Linked DNA regions of Mus musculus: region 1 is linked to region 2. A link is a contact called in public HiChIP or PLAC-seq data. All regions are on one chromosome and are shown on one strand. The core of a region is the stretch at or near the end of the contact, and the rest is flanking DNA. Distances in the headings are between cores, read along the strand shown.

Region 1 (2,921 bases), core at 64-2,563, 550 kb after region 2:
GGCTTTTCCCTTTGTTTTTGTTCATTCTCTGTGTTTTGCTTTTAGACAGGATAAGTCAGTGTAGCCCAGGCTAACTTTGAAGTCACAGTATTCACAGCTTTTTCCCTGCTTCAGGCTTGCAAATATCCGAATGACTTTACTTTCTAATACCTTACTTTCTTACGTATATCCGATGCATCCATTCTCCTGAGGCTTACTGGAGCATTCTGGGTAAAGCAAAATATGGGGAAACTCCTCCCACTCAAGGTTAGTGAATACTAAATGTCCCCTAACCATTGAAAAATGTTCTCACTCAATGGAAGAAAGGGAGGCTACATCTGTGTCGCCCACTAGAGGGCACTGTACTGTATACTGCACAATGTGAAAGACCAGACTTTCGATCCCTGCCATGGGATGCTCTAACTTTGTAAACTCTGATCTACACAGGCTGGTAAATTACTTGGATGATAACTCCTACACCAAGAGCTGCGGCCTTGCCTAGAGCCTGCTTTGACTATACATTCAGGGGTCATTTCCTTAGTTCATTACTCGGAGCTTGGGAACATGTAGGGAGCCTGTACTCATGGGGTAACCTTTCAGGAAGAGCAAACATGGGTGACTAGGGACAAGTTGTCCGCCTTGGGCATTCAATGAGCTTTGGGAAAGTAGTAAAGTCTTATTTAGGAAGAAGAGAGGTTAGAGGTTGTTCTTTGGTCACGGCCCAGCCCACTATCCCTTATGAGAGGGGCGGGGGATATGAATATGTTTTTTGTTAAAACTCCTTCTTGCCTGGTCTTTTTGAAAAAAAGTCTGGAATGATCAAAGGAGTCCAATGAGACCCAAGGTTTTAGAGCGCAAAATCTTAAGCTAATCTTAAGCAGCAAGTACACGAAGAATTAGTCCCACCTTACCATGGAGGAGCACGGAGGGAGCGGTTTCCAGGGCAGCTGACCCCAGGCCGGGGGATGGGGGTGGGGGAGTGGCTGTTGATAACGCTAAGGCTGAGAGGTTCCCACTAGCACCTTGTTAAGTGTCTGAGTTGCCCGTGAAATCCCCACTAGGGAAAGCCCAAGGCTTCCAGGAAGGCGTTTTGCATATACACAAGAAGCCTCTTTCCAAACCCCGCTTCCTATCGATAAATACTGCAGCAAAAATTTCAAAAATTCTTCCCTTCCCTGAACCCCTGCGACTCACTAGCTTGGCCAGGCTGTGATCTCCTCCTAAGTTATACCGACTGTAAGGGTTTCTTCGCCCTAAGGTTGATCCCTGTTGCCCAGGAAATCCTATGCTAGCAGCCAGAGGGTGGCTGGACCTGCCCATTCCCTCTCACCCACCAGATGGCAGGCACATGCTAAGCAGTTCCCACAAACACTACCGAGGGCCCTGCCAGCTCAAACTGTAGATTCAACATATGGTAAAAATTATTTCTTAAGATGACCAAAAAAAAAAAAAATCCCAGAAATCTGGTAGCATCTTGGAGTTGGGGGGAGGGGGGAGGATGGTGGGGAGGAGGTGGGGGGGGGTCGGGAGGAGGGAGGACGGGGACTTAAGGTTCAAGAAAATAGGCAGATCCGTAGGCTCTGGTTGACACTCCCTGCCTCGCTGAAGTCGTTTGTATTCACGAAGGCACCCTCCTGGCGCTGCTGTATTTAATTCTGGATGTGTTATAAATAGAAGCTAGAGAGCGCAGTGTACACCGCCCACCACCTTGTTCCGGCCCTCTGGGGACATCGTCCAAATCTGGGCCTTTGTTTCCCTCTAGTGGCCTCCCTCAGCAAGTCTCACAGCAGAGCCTTTGCATTTGTTTATTCTGCATATAGCAAGGGCCTCCTGGATGCACGAGGGTGGTGTACAGTTCTTGAGCTTTGCACGAAGCTAAGACAACTCTGCGGGTTTCAGCGGCGAATGAAAGCTAGCGCATCCTCGGCCAAGCCCAACACAGTACAGTGCAGTCAGTTTCTCCGCTTTCCTGAGGGCTGCCATGTGGGCTGAAGGAGAACCGGCAATGTTATAGAGCATTTCCACTCTAAATGATTTAACCGGACCTCATCTCACGATGTTCCTCCCCTGTGCCAAGGTTCACTCAACAGTAAAATAGGTCTAAATGCTGACTGGCTATCTGCTATGTATTCAGACTCACAAAAGCAAAAACCAAAAGCAAAACTATGTTAGTTTACAGGAAATCTTCTCACATAGGCAGTAAAAGTATGATTTTGAAAGTATGATTTTGGGCTGGAGAGATGACTCAGCAGTTAAGAGCACTGACTGCTCTTCTGGAGGTCCTGAGTTCAATTCCCAGCAACCACATGGTGACTCACAACCATCTGTAATGGGATTGGATGCCTTCTTCTGGTGTGTCTGAAGACAGCTACAGTGTACTTAGATATAATAAATCTTTTTTTAAAAGTTATTTCTATATTGGTTGCACCACATAAGCTCGGCACATACACATTTGTTCAAATATAAGTGTAACACGTGTGTTGCATTTCACAGCCTTGCACTTTGCACCACATTTGTTCTAAAAGAACTTGACATCTGGGGTACACGTGATAAGAGAGGCAAGAATCCTGGTTTGGAAGAACAGCCAGTGCTCTTAACTGCTGAACCAACTCTCTGACCCCATCTTTTTTTTTTTTTTTTAAGATTTATTTATTATTATATATAAGTACACTGTAGCTGTCTTCAGATGCACCAGAAGAGGGCATCAGGTCTCATTATGGGTGGTTGTGAGCCACCATGTGGTTGCTGGGATTTGAACTCAGGACCGTCAGAAGAGCAGTCAGTGCTCTTACCCACTGAGTCATCTCACCAGCCCCTGACCCCATCTTTTTAATTTTTTTTTTTTTTTTACCCCGGGTGGCCCCAAACTTTTGATTCTCCTACCTTAGACTCCAAGTGATGGGATTAGGGGCACATGGACGTTAGAGTTGACCTTTGTTTTC
Region 2 (2,880 bases), core at 309-2,808:
AATCTTACTTAAGAGAAAAGCAGGAATGATTGAATGATCTTCACTAGGGGAAGAACATGACCAGATTTAGATTTACTGTGACAGCCAACAATGAGAACACTGTAAATTGGGGTGTCCAAACTTTTGGCACTAAAAAATAATGTTATCTACAAATGTGCTTGTTGGACTGTATTCATAACTATCCTGGGAAATGTGTGGCCCACAGGCTGCAGAGAGATCTTCCTACTAAAGAATGCTGACTTGGAATAGCAACTCCAGAGGCAGTTACCGTTATCTAGATGAGAATTGGTTAGGACAGCATCAGAGCAAGGGAGTGACACAAGGTAACAGCCACCCAGTAAAGAGTGTGCCACGGGTATATTCTTCAAAAGACAGCAAGGCCTGAAAAGCCAGGTTGGCCCTCAGTGGTACGGGGGATGGGTAAGATAGACTATAAAAAGCTTTGCATCCTCTGCACAGTTTTTTCATTTAAAACACATTTTTATAATACCAAGTAATAGCATTAAGAAAATACTTTAGAAAGTTAATAGTTAACATTGAAATTCCATCTCCCTTCTGAACACAGAAAACAGTAAGACATTTGATCTCAAATTTACTCTAACAGAAATATTTTCAGCTCCATACTGTTGATGAGCAAATAATTTACAGAAAAAAAAAACTTCCCATGAGGCTATACTTCTATCCCACACCTTTTCAGTGATAGCAGGCAAATATAAGTCCTTTTCGTCCCCCTTCTCTTTATATTACCCAATCGGGATCTCATTAGAATGATAAGCAGTCCTTGGAAAGCTATAACTACATAGACATACTGAATCAGATTGTGAGAAAAAGCTTCACAACTAATGTATTATCTCTTACTCCTTGTTGAGTACTGAGGGAGCACACGTAGGAAGTCATGACTGTAGTTCAGGCAAGGTGGTGAGGACCACCCTGAAGTAGCAGGCAGAAAGAAGAGTAAAGGTTGAGAAGTTTAAGAGGTAGCATTGGTTTAATTTTAAACAGTGAGAAAAAAATCATAAAGTTGAATCCACAAATTACTAAACTAAGTATTTTCTTTACAATTGGTCCCTGCCAAGGCAGAAAGAAGGTAAGTTTGCAAACAAGGCTAGAATAAATGAGTGTCCTTTGAACAGTTAGGGGTCAGTGAGTCATCCCGGTAAAGATGTCTTAGCAAGATAAAGGCAGGCTCTGGGGGTGGTGCTGTTAGTGTCTTTCCTCTAGAGTGCTGAAAATCTCCAAGAGTTTCCATTTGACCAAGGTTAATATTAGTTTCGTGCAGCCTTGCGTAACATATGTCCACCCTGCTGATGGCTCAAGATATAAATACTATACGCCTGTGAAACAAATCATGGCCACTGGGGCATTGTTTGTAGGCATTCTGAGCATCGTTTCTCCCAACCATGTAAGGACTGTGGGGAACTCACAATGTGCTGGCTGTAGTACAGACAGGAATTGAAGGAGCCAAACTAAAGAACTGAGCAGGAAGGAAGTAGAAGAAAGGCATTAGGAGGTAAAGCCACACTATTGTGAGTAGAGCGGTGTACTGTTTTTTTATGGGCTAGGAACCTTCCCTAGGAAGTGAGGGAAGAGGACCTTGCCAGGCCTATCCCAACTTGATTTTATTGCAACATGCAGTTATGGAGACTGGGGAAGGGGGGAGTTAATTATTTCAGAAGTATACAAAGGATCACAAAGTCAGAACTGTTGTCTCTGCATAACTGCAGGCTTCTATTCTCTTTCATCTTTACTACTCTACCCTAGGTCCCTTAGGAGGAACCCCTTGAGCTACCCGGTCTAAAACACGTTATCGCCAGTGTGAGGGCTAAATGGTGTGATAACACCCAAGAGCCAGGAAATGGCAACAGCCTTGGAGCCAGAGGACCAAGATCTTTGGGAAGAAGAAGGAGTTCTGATGGTGAAACTGGAGGATGATTTCACGTGCGGGCCAGAATCCGCCTTGGAGGGCGATGATCCTGTACTGGAGACCTCTCACCAGAACTTCCGACGCTTTCGATACCAGGAAGCATCAAGCCCTCGAGAAGCTCTCATCAGACTTCGAGAGCTTTGTCATCAGTGGCTGAGGCCAGAGAGGAGAACTAAGGAGCAGATTCTTGAGCTGCTCGTGTTGGAGCAGTTCCTCACTGTCCTGCCTGGAGAACTGCAGAGCTGGGTGCGAGGCCAGCGGCCCGAGAGTGGCGAGGAGGCAGTGACGCTGGTGGAGGGTTTGCAGAAACAACCCAGGAGACCAAGGCGGTGGGTGAGGAGGGGGAGTCCTGATCTGTGTGATGTGGAGGGGGACTGTTCCTCAAGGCTGGATCTGGGGAGAGTATGAGGGTCCCATAAATTATCCTTTAAATTTTACTGGTTCTGCTTTTGGGTTTCATCTAGAACCATGAGCCCGGTGGGGCCGGGATGGATGTGTGCGAGTGTGACTTTCTAGGCTTTGAATCACCTGCCTGTGCCACCTAAAGATTGGGTTTTAAATTTCTTTGGATGTTGAACCTTGGGGTCCTTAGAAAGCAACTATTCTGACTTCCTCTAGTTTCACCTAGACCCTTAATCCCAAGACCCCTTTCCTAGGATGGTAATCTGAGAAAACAAACAGTAAGCAGCCCTGAAGGATAGATGGAAACCTCAGGGCCCCAGGTGATGAGATTAAAGGTTGAAAGAAGGGGGAAATTAGAAGAGTCCTAGGGTGTCCCCTGCCTTGTCTTTGTAAAGATAACTGGTTCTTCGTGTGCCTTTGCAGCTTGAGTTTCCCCTCCTCATCTCGTTCCCTTTGTGAGTGTTCCTCCCAAAGTACCCCTGATGACAAGCAGGAATTTTCTCCTGACTCCATCATGACTGGAAGTTAAAATTGTTCCCAGGTAACCGTCCATG

The links. HiChIP or PLAC-seq counts read pairs in DNA pulled down with a chosen protein or histone mark.
Region 1: an H3K27ac HiChIP or PLAC-seq map of embryonic stem cells shows a contact between it and region 2, with 4 times the contacts expected there. The contact joins two enhancer-like sites. A contact is called at or near these places in 4 of 39 promoter capture datasets (the 3T3-L1 cell line, the HPC-7 cell line, HPC-7-derived erythroid cells and 1 more), 1 of 115 datasets of contacts at active chromatin or transcription factors (embryonic stem cells) and 1 of 9 other capture datasets (embryonic stem cells).

Annotation. Positions count from the first base shown.
Region 1 is chr9:40,756,203-40,759,123 of GRCm38.p6, forward strand. All of the region lies in intron 1 of Clmp (CXADR-like membrane protein), which reads left to right. Among named protein-coding and RNA genes, the nearest start is that of Hspa8, 44 kb to the right of the region's middle. Within about 2 kb of position 1,314, at least 182 of the 459 cell types and tissues checked have an H3K27ac peak or open chromatin away from gene starts, as enhancers often do. A contact at or near this core is called in the HPC-7 cell line and embryonic stem cells, where this site is marked.
Region 2 is chr9:40,205,438-40,208,317 of GRCm38.p6, forward strand. It overlaps Zfp202 (zinc finger protein 202), which reads left to right. Exons shown (of 7, transcript NM_030713.2): 2 at 1,762-2,257; 3 at 2,868-2,880. The coding sequence starts at 1,856. Among named protein-coding and RNA genes, the nearest start is that of Zfp202, 15 kb to the left of the region's middle. Within about 2 kb of position 1,559, at least 18 of the 459 cell types and tissues checked have an H3K27ac peak or open chromatin away from gene starts, as enhancers often do. A contact at or near this core is called in the HPC-7 cell line and embryonic stem cells, where this site is marked.